Linked DNA regions of Sus scrofa: region 1 is linked to region 2. Evidence: chromatin contacts called from public HiChIP or PLAC-seq data. All regions are on one chromosome and are shown on one strand. The core of a region is the stretch at or near the end of the contact, and the rest is flanking DNA. Distances in the headings are between cores, read along the strand shown. Region 1 holds the start of ITGB1 (integrin subunit beta 1). Region 2 holds the start of ARL5B (ADP-ribosylation factor-like protein 5B).

The links. HiChIP or PLAC-seq counts read pairs in DNA pulled down with a chosen protein or histone mark.
Region 1: a contact with region 2 is called in an H3K27ac HiChIP or PLAC-seq map of alveolar macrophages. The contact joins the promoter of ITGB1 here to the promoter of ARL5B in region 2. A contact is called at or near these places in 2 of 5 promoter capture datasets (fetal liver and liver), 3 of 47 Hi-C or Micro-C datasets (embryonic fibroblasts, liver and skeletal muscle) and 1 of 2 datasets of contacts at active chromatin or transcription factors (alveolar macrophages).

The regions. Positions count from the first base shown.
Region 1 is chr10:56,128,306-56,134,969 of Sscrofa11.1, forward strand. ITGB1 (integrin subunit beta 1) reads right to left here and starts at 2,303. Exons shown (of 16, transcript NM_213968.1): 1 at 2,064-2,303.
Region 2 is chr10:55,698,053-55,704,905 of Sscrofa11.1, forward strand. It overlaps ARL5B (ADP-ribosylation factor-like protein 5B), which reads right to left and starts at 2,337. Exons shown (of 6, transcript XM_005668272.3): 1 at 1,939-2,337. The coding sequence starts at 1,987.

The sequences.
Region 1 (6,664 bases), core at 1,053-3,552, 430 kb after region 2:
GAGAGATGTGTCCTCTCATCATTCCAGCAGAGAACAAACCAGTGTCCTTGTGAAATAATTAAAAACATATATTTCCTTCAGATAGAATATTACCCCTTGATGATAGAAGCCACAATTTGGCAAGAAACCAAACAATAAAGCTACTAAGTGGCCATCATTCCATGAAAACTAGCACCACCTTAAACTGATTTTCACTATTTACAGCCCCAGAGTCCCTCCAGGAGTTAGGAATTCATCCACCCCATTAAAGAAATACATGTGATGCTAATTTGGGGCAGCTTTTAATTATACCGACCAGAAAACTGAGGAAAAAGCCACCTGAATCCAGTGATTTTCAGTATTGCTGATTCGATTCTTTTCACATGCAGGATGTTGACGGGATTATAAAACAATCTTAATATAGAGTATTTTTTAACATTCTTCTAAAAGGAATCAACATTACAAAAGCTTAAATGTTTAGGTCTGTGACCTCAACACAGATGACTTGATTTGGAGTTTGTTTTCTATTTACAGAAGTAAAGTATTAACCACATCCCCTATCTTTTAAACTAGCATTCTAACATCTTCCATTTTATACTGAATTTTAGGGTGAGTAAAATGTCTTGTCTCCTCAGACATCTATAACCAGAACACTGATTTGTTTCACGTGTTTTCTATTTATTAATCCTCTTCACTCATTTATTATTAAACAAGGGACTAAAATTATTTTCAAATATGAACATTACAGTAGGACTCTTAAATAAGCCCTGACCCTCCCTATGGCCTTGATATTCACAGACTTAGAATAGGTAACTTGCAACTAAAATCCCTTAATCATTTCTCAAGTGGTCTATTTATGCAACCTGTTGGAAAGGCTGCATGCAGTTGAAGAAAGATGCCTCATCAAAACATTTAGCATTGGTTATTTTTGTACCACCAAAACAATAAAAAATAACATTCCAGTAACTCTACTCCCCTAAATATTTATGTGGAACGCAGACTCCAAAACGCCTTACTAATGATGCTATCAACTACAGGCATACTTTAAAAAAAAAAAAAAACAAGAAGGAACGAAAAGGAGTTGATATTTATTGAGCATCTACTCTAAGCTAAGTGTTTTCCATTTTCCATTAGCTTTTCACTACACGGTACTTATGCAAGGTTACTTGTGGTTCAAACAACGTCTGCTAGACCCCATGGGTTCTCCTCACTACAGCTGGATGATCACCCAGGCTCCTGGTGTGTCGGTTTCAATTGGAAAACAGGGATAAAAACAGCATATACCTGGTCGGCTCAGATCCAGGGTTAAACGAGAAAATACAGGTGAAGTGTGTAGAGCTAAGCATGGCCCTCACTTATGCCGTTATTATAACAATTACGTTTTCTTATTAGTGTCGGTATTGCTCCCATTTTACAGCAGAGGAAATGGAACCTTAAAGAGTCTAATTTACTAGGGACCAAACCAACCAGCGCTAGATTTTGATCCAAAACACACATCCGATAAAACAAGAATTACTTGGGCATTAAATACTGGCATTCTTAAAAATACGACTTGTTATGAAGCCTAAGCAACCGCACGAATCAGGCAGCGGCTGGGGTTAGCCCTTCGCACCGCCGCCCACAACCAGCCTCGGGGGGAAAGGGGCCCACAGGACGCCCGACCCCGCGCCCCTTCTCCGAGCAACGCCGGAGAGCTGGAGCCGAGGCGGAGCTGTCCCCGCGCGGAGGCCCGGCACCCGCGCGACCCGCCGCGTAAGGCGGCGGGGCCGAGGCCGCTCCCAGGACGCCGGCCCGCGAAGGCCTGTCGGCGCCCAGCCGGCGGGGTGGCGCCCACAGCGGGTGTCCGAGCGGCGGATCCTGGCCCCGGGCCTCCGCAAGCGCGGCCTCCCGCGGACAGCGTCCTGGGCCGGCCCGCACCCTCCACCTCCCCCGGCCGGACAGTCGGAGAGCGAAGCCGGGAGCGGGCGCGGCCCGACTTCCTCCCCCGCCCGACGGCTGGAATCCGCCCCCAGGCCGCGGCCCCCACGCGCGCCCCGGGGCCCCGGGCCGGCAGCGCACCCAGCCCGCCGCCCGCCCGCGCCCACCTTCTCCCGCGGCGCCCGGCCCGCGCGGTCGGCTCCACCAGCGCTCCGCGACTCCCGCTCGGCCTGTCCGAGGGCTGGCGTGGCCTCCCCGGCTGCGGCGCGGGCGCGGCGGCGGCAGCTCCTCCTCCTTCGCGGGCGGGAGGAGGAGACTCGGCGACGCGGGGCCGCCTCCTGGCAGGAAACGACCCCCGCGGCACCGCCTCCTCCGCGCGGCAATCCAGCTCCTCAGGCCGCCGCCGCCGCCCTCTCCCTCCGGAAGCGCATTCCTGCCGGGCGGCGTCAGCCGCGCCCGCGCGGCGGGGGTGGGGGAGGGACGCGGGGTGGGAGGTGGAGGAGGGGCGGGGAGGGCGGCCGCTGGGACAAAGGAGCGGGCCTGCCGGGCGCCGGTGGTGGGGGTCTCTGCCGCAGCGTTCGCCGTGCCTCAGTTTCCTTAGCTGCCCAGGGAGGAAGGGTCTGCGCCGCCCAGCGCGCCTTAATCTCCTCCCGTGAGAAGTTCTGGAGCCTTCTTCCTGCCTTGTCTTAGGTGCTGCTTTCCTAAGGCCGCACGTCTGTCCTGCCCGGGACTGCCTGGTTTTGAACCTTGGAAGCCTTGCCTCCAGGGAGCCGCCGGAGACTCCCGCAAATCAAGACACTTAATCACGCACCTTGCAGGGCTTCCTGGGGCCCAAGACGTTTTCCTTTTGGAAGGGAAGGAGCTAAAGCCAGTATTTTTCTGGCGTGAGGATTTGCCTGACTTACGTCTTTGAGAAAGGGGGAGACTTAGGGAGGAGATGGGGACCCAGAAAGAGAAAAGTTTTAGAGAAAAAGTAAATTGGAGAGCAGCTTTTGTTAGGTTAATCTGGACGTCCGTTTATGGGGAACGCGGATGAGAAGGAAGTTTCCTCCTTGATACGGTTTCCGTTTATCCTCAGTTTTTTTAGTAGGTGGGCTGGGGGGCTGCAGAAGAAGGGACGTTTAAAACACGAGAAGAGAAACATTTCATTATGAGCAAGGCTGGGCACTTCTTAATCAGAGGAATGAAACCTGTGCCAACCGGCATCATACTGAAACCCAGTCACTTTGACTATGCTGCTGGCAGGCTGCCATCCTGTTAGCAGAAAATGTGCTTCGCCACGTGGTGAGCTGGAGCACCCTGTTGGGAATAGAACTCGAATTATGAGATTTGTGAAATGGAGAAGTAGTGTTTCATTTGGGGGAGATTAGAAGCCGCGATGCCCATTTAGCTGCCAACCTTAAAAGAAGCTCACACAATCCCATCTATGGAAACTTTGTTCATTGCTTACCAGCAAAATCAAATCTGTTGGTTAGGTAATCTCTGGGAACCTCTAAAGAAATGGGAATGATTTTTCCCGTTTAATAGATGACCAAAGTTAACGGACTAAATCATGTTTCCCTATTTGTGTAATCTGAAAGAGGATACAAATGGACTTGGTTTCAAAACAAACCAGACTCAGAAAATAATCCTATAGTTAAGGGTGGGGGAAGGGATAAATTAGGAGTTGGGGATTAATATGTACATACTACTATATACAAAACAGATGAACAACAATTTTCCTACTTATAGCACAGGGAGCTATATTCAATAACTTGTAGTAACCTACCTATAACGGAAAAGAATCCAAGAAAGAACATATATTTAACATGTAACATAACTGAATCACTTCATTGTGCCCCTGAGAACTAACACAACATCGTAAATCAACTATACTTCAATTTAAAAAATCAATGTTTCTATATCAATAACCCAATGATGCAGCTACCACCAGAATTCAACATTCTTTTTTTTTTTTTTTTCCTTCCCATTTATTTATTTATTTATTTATTTTGTCTTTTTGCCATTTCTTGGGCCACTCCCACGGCATATGGAGGTTCCCAGGCTAGGGGTCGAATTGGAGCTGTAGCCACTGGCCTACGCCAGAGCCACAGCAACGCGGGATCCGAGCCGCATCTGCGACCTGCACCACAGCTCACGGCAACGCCGGATCATTAACCCACTGAGAGAGGCCAGGGATCGAACCCGCAACCTCATGGTTCCTAGTCGGATTCGTTAACCACTGTGCCACGATGGGAACTCCAGAATTCAACATTCTTGAATTTAAAGGTACCAGTTATACCACTGTTTAAAATTAATCAGAACTGGACTAGTCTCAGCACAGGTTGTAGTTCAAAGGTAAAGTAATTTATCCATGCCTGATTTGCACTATATGTCCCAGAATTTTCCTCCCTGTGTGATTTTCCACAAGAATACTATGAGGTTCACATCTGCAAAACACTAAACTAATTGAATTAGCTCAAGGGCAGTTTAATCAACTTTTTAATCCCAGTATCAAACACTGTTGCAGATCACATAATAGGGGCCCAGTATTTGATAAATGAATAAATGGGTCTTTTTGCTCCCCTGAAATCACACTAGAACTTTTGGCTAAAGTGTGAGGAGCAATTTATGTACAGAAGTCATGAGCTTTGAGGAAATGAGAAATTAGAAGAAATACTCTCTAAGAAATATGTGATTGGTCACGGGTATGACTCCATTTGTGATTTCATATAAATATTAATCAGTAGGCAGTTAGCTAACTATAAAATTTATGAACATTGCAGACAAAGGTTGGTCAGTCTTACCATGTTCAACAGAAATCCTGGTAAGTAGAACTAGTGTAAGTCACGCTGCTAAACCATGTCATTATAGCACATCTATTAGATCTTGATTTAAGATAAATCATATTTTACCTATACTCTCTCCCTGTTATTATAAATTGTCCTCTGCCATGTCATTATGTCAAATAATTAAAAGTTGACTTTCCTTTAGTTTTGGCATCTTAGTACTACTTGCTGTTCAAAGTATATCTTTATTCACCTACTGTTCTCCAAAATAGTTTCAAAGCTGCTCACCAGCAGACTTTATTGGAGGCCCAAGTTCATTTCAGTGTTTGACCCCCATTTCTATTTAAAATTAAAGGCTAGGCTTATGTAAATGAAAGGAACCACAAATATTTAATCGAGTACAAAAGAGGCTAAAGGCCTCTCTAGAAACCTGATTATCTCTTTTGGACAATGGAATCACTGTTTGATGACTAACCTTTAGATCTAGCAGATTGTATTTAATCACGTGATTATGGAATACAGTTTTGAGAGTGGGAGTGAGCTGATGTTAGCTTAGGAGTGGATGGCTGTCTTTCTCTCGTAGTTTGAACACTTTGGGGACTAAGCCTGTCAAGGATTACCCTGTCCAGTAAGCAACAAATCATGCCAGGATAACTTGAAGCCGACTCAATCTTTTTTTTTTTTTTTTTTTTTTTTTTTTTTTGTCTTTTTGCTATTTCTTGGGCCACTCCCGTGGCATATGGAGGTTCCCAGGCTAGGGGTCGAATCGGAGCTGTAGCCACCAGCCCACACCAGAGCCACAGCAAGAGGGGATCCGAGCCGCGTCTGCAACCTACACCACAGCTCACGGCAACGCCGGATCCTTAACCCACTGAGCAAGGGCAGGGATCGAACCCGCAACCTCATAGTTCCTAGTCGGATTCGTTAACCACTGCGCCACGACGGGAACTCCAATCTTTTGAGAGTGGAAACGACTCTAAAGAGTGTTAACATTTTACAGGAGAATATTTTAGTACACATTCATTTATAAATGATTTTCCAAGTGCAATACTCATATCACCTGGCCAAGACTCCACCAGGTGAGAGCAAAGGATGAATAACTGCACTGCAAGAACAGAAGTATACCCAAGACCCAAACGTTTTGGTCTTGACCACTGGCTGGCACACTCCGGCTCAACCCGTACCAGATCAGCTTTAAATAAGCAGGGCGACTGTGTGTCTCAGTCTGCCCAAGATAGCCCCGGTTTGTCTGTTGTCCAAACGTAAATATTAATAGCACCCCTCTTCATTCTCAAAAGTACATCCTGATATGGATGATAGATTATACAGTCACCCTATAAATAAGAGTCTCCAGACCATGAGGAACGAGGAAAGTAATTTTAGCAAATTAATTTGAAAGGGATGCAAAGGAACACTGCAAATCAGATCCCAGGTTTATGCCAATTCCAACACTGATCATCAGGAGAAAATTGTGTGGGAATGAATTACATAGTTCCTCTGTGCTAAAGATGCCCTACTAGGAGATTTAATCAAAGAAAATCCTTGAAAGGAGCCTGACTGATCAATAGACTCAGGTTTTAAAAAACCATGCTAAGTGTGTGTAATGGCTTCTGGAGCAGGCTGACTGCCAGTAGCCAGCCAAATCTTCAGCTCCTCTTCTAAGAGCTGTTTCTACAGAGTGATCTGGATATAGTCTTCTCATCTGCCACCTCCAGCCACTTAGAATATAATACCTTCTTTAAACATTAAAAAAACAAAAAGATGAACAGATAGGGTTAAAAGGAATAGAAGTCTCAGATAATGCACTATATTACTAACGTGGATGTGCTTCTGAATCATAACTAACTTCATTTCTTTTCCAAGAACACTAAACTCCCTCTATTAAAATGTGAATCTGTGTGCATTAGTTAAAATAAATGGCTCTGGGAGTGATTAACATTTTGAAAATCAAGAAACGATGAGCTAGTCCTTCCAGTTCCTCCTAAAGTTGTCTCTAAATA
Region 2 (6,853 bases), core at 1,087-3,586:
ACAGGCAAACTAAGATACAGCCAAACTAAACTATTTCAGCTTCCCTTAATGTACCAAACTATTTCATTCCTCTCTCATTGCGTATCAGTCCTTCTGCCTAGAATAACATGCCCCTTCTACTTGGTCTGTCTAGCAAGCCTTGTAAACACCTACTTATCAACAAGTCCAAGTACATCTTTTTCTGGTAAAGTCTTCCAGGAGCCACCTGAGAAAAAAAAGCACTCACTTTCTTCTTGGTGACCATCACCACACTTTTACACCTATCTGTGAAATAAATTACCACAGTGCATCCCCCCACCATCTGTCTCATTCACTGATTTCTGAGTGCTTTGAGAGTAAGCAACTGTGTAACTTTCTCGTTTGTTTTTAACCTTTATATCTCCTATGCCTAACTCTGAAGATTGGCCTTTGGCCTATGATTAAATGTTGGTTGTATGAATGAATGAGTGCTAAATGTTCAACAAGGGAGTAAAGGAAAAGGAACACTCTATAAAGTAATGGGGATTTAAGAGGTCTGAACTTTTATGTGACTTTAAAAGTAGTCCATGAATATCTTTCATCATCTTCTGAATTTTCCCTCTAAATCGTTCACTCCCTTCTAGTCTGATTAAGGAAGCCTCAAAACAAACAACAGTGATAAAACAGAGAGAGAGGGGAATGGGACAAGTTACAGATGGAGAACCAATGACATTGGTAATGTTTTATTACTTTAACTATGGGAAAAGATAAGCAGGTGATTCTCGGTTAATCTTTATATTTTTAAATATGTCTTAAAATGCTGCTTTACATAGAAAATTAATGTAACAAGGTTTAGAAAATACAAACTGCTGAAAAAACAATGCACTAAATTTATGGACAATATCCACATGGCGTTAAACTCTGGCCACTTCGAAATCACTTGAAAAGTGCTATCTGTGGTAATTTAGTTTGTACATACACATACATCTATCTTTACTAACTTGTAACCTTGAAAGACTACTTTAGTATTCTTATCAATCTACAGAACAAGGGACTAAAACCATTTCATTCTTTTCATGACGTCTTAAATCCAGAAAAAAAAAAAAGATACCACATTAGCTGTAACAAATCGGTATCGTCATAAAACACTGGCTTTTATTGTGCCCGGGTGTTAAATGCAAAATGAAACTAGTTGAGTAAACTGGTTTCAATTACTGGAAAAAACACTCAGTTAAAAGAATGCCTAAAACTTTACCTACTGCCAGCGCTTTCTGTCTGGTTATTTCCTCTCTTCAGAAGACATCACATCTCATTCACTCTGACTCAGAACAGGTTTTACAACTTTTTGGCCCTTTGGACTTGCAACTTTTAGGCGTCTCAGAACCAGTTCTAGACTAATACGGACACGCAATACCCTACATAGAACTAAAAGCACTTCGAAGAGCTTAGGGTGAAGATTCTCGGAAACCCGTATATCTCAATAGGACAACTCATTCCCCAATCCTGGAGAGCAGGCGAAATGTGAGATAAAGTGAAGGCACACAGGTTTAAAGACCGCGGGGGGCCGAGGGGGAGCAACGCCAGCAATTAAAACAACAAAAAAAGTTGATAGGTTTCTGGACGGACACTTATCCTGAGGCAAGACTTAGGATGCTTACTAAGAAAAGTAAAAAGACCCTCCAAAATGCCTCCGGGTATGATTAGGTGCTTTCCGCTTGCTTTTGCTAAAATCTCCAAATTCTTGGTTTGGATCCTGTGACACCAAATGCCCCCTCTTCTGACTCTCCACTTCTCCCCAACTATCACGTCGCACCTTCTTTCAGCCTAAAAGAGTTTCTCCTCTCCCCCTTGACTAAGTCACTTCTCTGCGTCTCAGAACGTGTGTGTCCACCGAGATCCCTGCGTCCCCCCAGCTGTCCCCTTCGGCGTACAGACCCTCTGCCTCGGATTCGAGCCGTTGCGCAGCTCCATCCCGCTCACCTTGGTTACAGAAGAGGCTCCACAGTTTAGCGAAGATCAGCCCCATCATGAGCACCCTGGCGGGCCTCGGGGTCCCTCAGCAGCAGGTGCCGCTGCGCCGGGCCCCCCACCACGGTGCTGGCCGTGGGTAACAGAGAAGAAGGCGACGGGACCGCGCGGCGAGGGCACTGGTTGGAGAAGAAGCCGCGATCCACCGCTCAGCTACCCGTCAGAAGGCGCCGCGCCTAGTCCTGCCCGAGAGTCCTTTGTTCGAGCCCACTGAGCCCAACGCCGACCCGTAGTCCCCTCGGTCTGAACCCACCTACCCACCAGAGCCTCAACCAGTCCTAAACCCCGCCTCCGCTCCACCTCCCCTCCCGTTCCCGGGACCACCCATTGCCGGAAGGACGGTGCCGAACGTCAGCGCGCTTACGTCAGCCCACGCCCTCTACGTGGCGTTTCCTCAGTCTCACTTCCGGTGGGCGGTTTACGAGCTCCGTGATGGGGGAAGGCTGGGGTGTGCGTGGGAGTCGCGGAGTTTCCCTGGATGAGCGCGCGCTTCTTTGTCCTGTTTAGGGGCGGTTGCCTGTTTCCTTCTAAAGTCTCTGCTGTCTAGCAGGTGCGTCCCTGGCTCCTAAACGTGGGGACAGACTGCAGTTTCTCTAACTGAGCAGCCGCCGTTTGCCGCACTTTCTCTGCGCAGGAGTGGGGAGTTTCTCTCAACTGTCCCACAGTTCAGGCTGGCAGGCAGGCCTGAAGTTCCACCGTGATTCTTAATTCTGAGTAGAATTGATTGCGAGGCGATCCGTGGAGTGCTGGTAGCCACAAAGTTAATCTGTGTGACTAACTTAAGGCTCCCCCAATTTTGCTAAGTATTTTTGTGGATCCCCAAGACACAAAATAAGAAAACTTATTTTGTGAAGTGATTGGAAATAAATTCCTTTAATTACAATGGCATTCTATGACTCGCTCTCTCAAAAAAAAAAAAAGAAGAGTACAAGTGCCGTACATAGAGCAAAGCAAACTGAAATTTCAAGGAAAAAGAAGTCAAACAACTAGGAAATTTAAAAATATAATATTCTTCGGAAGGAACTGTCATAAGCTAACTCAAGAAAATACTTGGAAGAACTGGCTGCAGCTGTAACTGAATTCAATTTATTACTCGGTTGACTAAGAAGTTTGCATATAGATAAGCCAATTTACTACGTAAGAGTTTCATTTCCATTTTCTTTTCCATGGTTAGGTCCTAAGACCTTTAAAAGCTTCACAGGCTGGAATGAAATGTAACAAATTCTGAACCCAGGTGGAGAGAAATTAACTGAAAAAACTATGGACTAAAATGGTGAATTTTAACCCTGGCACCGTGGCCGTTTAACACACCAAACTATTCCATTATTTGTATAAGGAAAAGTGTTTGACTTACGATGTTCTCCTGGTGTTATGGTTCAAAGACCCTTTAAGATATATGTAGGACAGTGTGCTTCAGCATTGGGATATCAAAGGCAGTTTTAACCTCCCATATGGAGGAAAAGGTATGTTATTAAGGCTGTGAAATTTTAGTTTAATAACCATGAATTGGCCCATGATATTTATAAGCCAGTTACATATAATACATAATTTTTTATTTAATGATTTTGTGTTTGTGTAAATAGAGACTTAAATGGACATTTCTAGTCCTTGTTTCTAAAAAGGTCAAACAACTAGGGGTTTTAAAACTACACATATCCAATATTTCTTAGAAGGAACTATTATAAACCAGATAACATTTGGAAGAGCTGGGTACACCTGTATTGAATTAAATTTATTACTCAGTTAATTAAGATAAATTGTGTGCTTGGCTTGAACCACGTGACCAGGACAGCATGCTCTGCCACGGAGGAATGAAACTAAAAAGAGTCCACAACAACTCTTAGAAATCTTTAATGTTCACTGTAACTTTAGCATAGAATTTTCTACAAGTCTTTCATGTTTCTGCATATCTTCTGATACTGTTTTGTGCTGGACCATCTTTTCAAGATATTTGAATGGTGAATAGTTTCAGGAAATGTAACTGGGGCAGAGGGCAGTTTTGTTTGTTTGTTTTGGCTGATCATGATAATAGCAATGTCTCCCACTGGAAAAAGGATGAGAAGGTTTGCTAGCAGCATTCTTAGAAAAGATTGGGGATAGGGCAGAGGGAAGCTCATGGGTGGGTTTGGTCATGCTACCCCATGTCCCCTGGGGAGGTCTGAGACTAGGGCCAAAAGTCACCCTAAGGGGCCATCTTTGAGCTTTAGGGAGATGAGTTTCCAAAGGGAAAAAAAAAGTTCAAGGTTTCCTAAACAGGGTTCCTCTCCGTGAACACAACTCACCAAGTGCGCAGGTGTCACTTGGCCACCATTGCTTTGCTATGTAGGAATCAGGGTTTGTGGAAGCAACAAAATGTTACTCTGGCTGCTGCTATTGCTCTGATTAGTAATCTGTTCTTTGTCCCTGGCCCAGGAGTCTCATATCTTCTGCCAGTGTCTATGATACTGTGGGAGGCTGATTTGTTTTCTTGCAAATAAGGAAAATTGTAGACGCTTTACAGTTCTTGACAGTTCAGTGACAAAGATGGGGTACTAATAAGACATGGCTTCCCGGAATAGGAAATACAAGAGCCTCCCCACAGTCTACTTACTCCACTTAGCATGATTTGAGGGAATTCCTTGGATTTAGTTACAGCCATATCATTCAATGCAGCAGTAAATAATCCTCCACTCTGTTCTCTGCCACTGAGGAGGAATTAGGGAAACAGCTTCAGGTGGAATACTGAAAACAGCTTCAGGTGGAGTACTGGGATGCAGGTTCAAAGGCAGCTGCTGAATCGTGACTTTGTTATCTTTCCTTGGGATAAGGGCTAGTGGGTCAATCTGATGGTCAACATTATACTCATCTTATTATAACAACCAATAACATCCATCCTAGATTAGAGGAAAGTTCTGATACTTTTCAGACAATAATTACACTCACCTGCACCAAACACAAAAAGAGGGAAATTTATGTCTTCTATGGGCAGGAATATTGCAAATCTATAGAATTTTGACTGGTTAGCTTGGGATAAAGGGGAGGAACACATAATATTCTTTAAGGAGGGATGGGAATAGCTTGGCCCTCTTAGCAGCTCAGCTTTTGAATTCTATCAAGCCAATCTTAGATCCTTTCCAAAGATGATAGTAAAAAGTCTCAGAACTTTTTTTGAAGTGGGTTCTGGGCATAAGGGCACTCCAGCTCTCTTAACGAAAGTACCCTGAGATAGAGAAAGCCCCATGGGAAATCACAGATGAGGCACTGTATAGCATGTGGGCACTTATTGCCCTGCCTTATGTCTATACTCTCCCCCATAGTGGCCCCCATGGCCTAAAAGAGGGAGACAAAATGGGTTGTTACATGTTTTATAATAAATCCCCCTGTCGCTCTTGCTCCTGACTGATTCTTCCAGATCGAAAAGTTGGGGTGACAGTAAAGGATTATTAGAAAGAAACAGTTATAGTTCTTGGAATGGAATACATTAATTTGTGTCAGTGGAAGGACAGAAAAAAAAAAAAAAGCACTGAAAGGTACAGGGAAACAAAGGGACTTCATATTCTTCTGTCTTTTAGAACAGCTCCAGGACTCTTTTCTCACAAAGGAAAATATCTTAGTACAGCCCTCCAAACTAGTGAAATTTCTTTGAATTTAACTGACTCTTATCTGCTAGATGGCTTTGACTGTAGTTTGTTATTCTTTTACTCTTATTTCTCAGTATTGGAAATAGCAGCAAATGGTCCCAGCTTTTTCATCTTCCATGGGTATCTTTAAAATTCCATTTTATCTCCTTTTTATATTTGAGTCACTGGATACAACTCTTTTCTGTGTTATTTTATGGTCTGCTTTACATTTTAGAGTATACATCTTTAGCTTACTACATGTATTAGTTTCTTATGACTTCTGCTACAAATTATTACAAACTTAGTGGCTTAAAACTAAATAAATATATTCTCTCATGAAATGTGAAATATTTCATTGTGCTAAAGTCAAAACGTTGGCAGGGTTATACCCCCTCCAGAAGCTCTAAACAGAACTTGTTTCTTGCCTCTTCCAGTTCTTGGTGGTTGCAGACATTCCTTGACTTGTGACAACATCACTTCAGTTTTTGCCTCCCTGGTAATATGCATTCCCCTTTTCTATGTCAAATCTCCCTCTGCCCCTTTCTCATAAGGAAGCTTGTGACACCCAGATTATCCCAGATAATCTCATATCAGAATCCTTAATCACATCTGCTAAATCTATGCTATAAAAGATAACATTCACGGGGCTCCAAAAGTTAAGATGATATTTTATCTTTGGGGGCTATTATCCAGCCTATATCACAATCTACTTTCAAGTGGTATTATAACACTTCACTTATAAGAACTTTACAAAGGTATATTTCCATTTCTCCCAGTTGACTTTCGTATTGCTATACATTTTATGTTTATCCATCTTCTCAATTCATCACATTGTTACTGATTTTTCTTTAAATATATATCTTCAAAGAGTTAAATAAAAATATCTTTATATATACTCATGTTGTTTCCACTTTTAGTGCTTTTCAATTCTTTGACAGATCTAGATTACCAACAGGTACTGATGTCCTTCTCATTGAAGTAACTTCCTTCATCATTTATTTAGTGCAGGTATGCTGTTGATTAATTTTTTCAGCTTTTGCATGTCTGAAAAAATTCTCTCTTTCATCTTGTTTTTTGAAAGATAATTATTCCAGGACTTCCCGTGTGGCTGACAACACAACTACTTGGCATTGCTTCTGCAGTGGCTGTGACTCGACCCTAGCTTGGGAACTTTCATATGCCACAAGTGCAGCCACTTTAAAAAAAAAAAAGATAATTATTCTGATAAAGAATTCTAGATTGACCTTTTTTCCAGCACTTTATGTTGC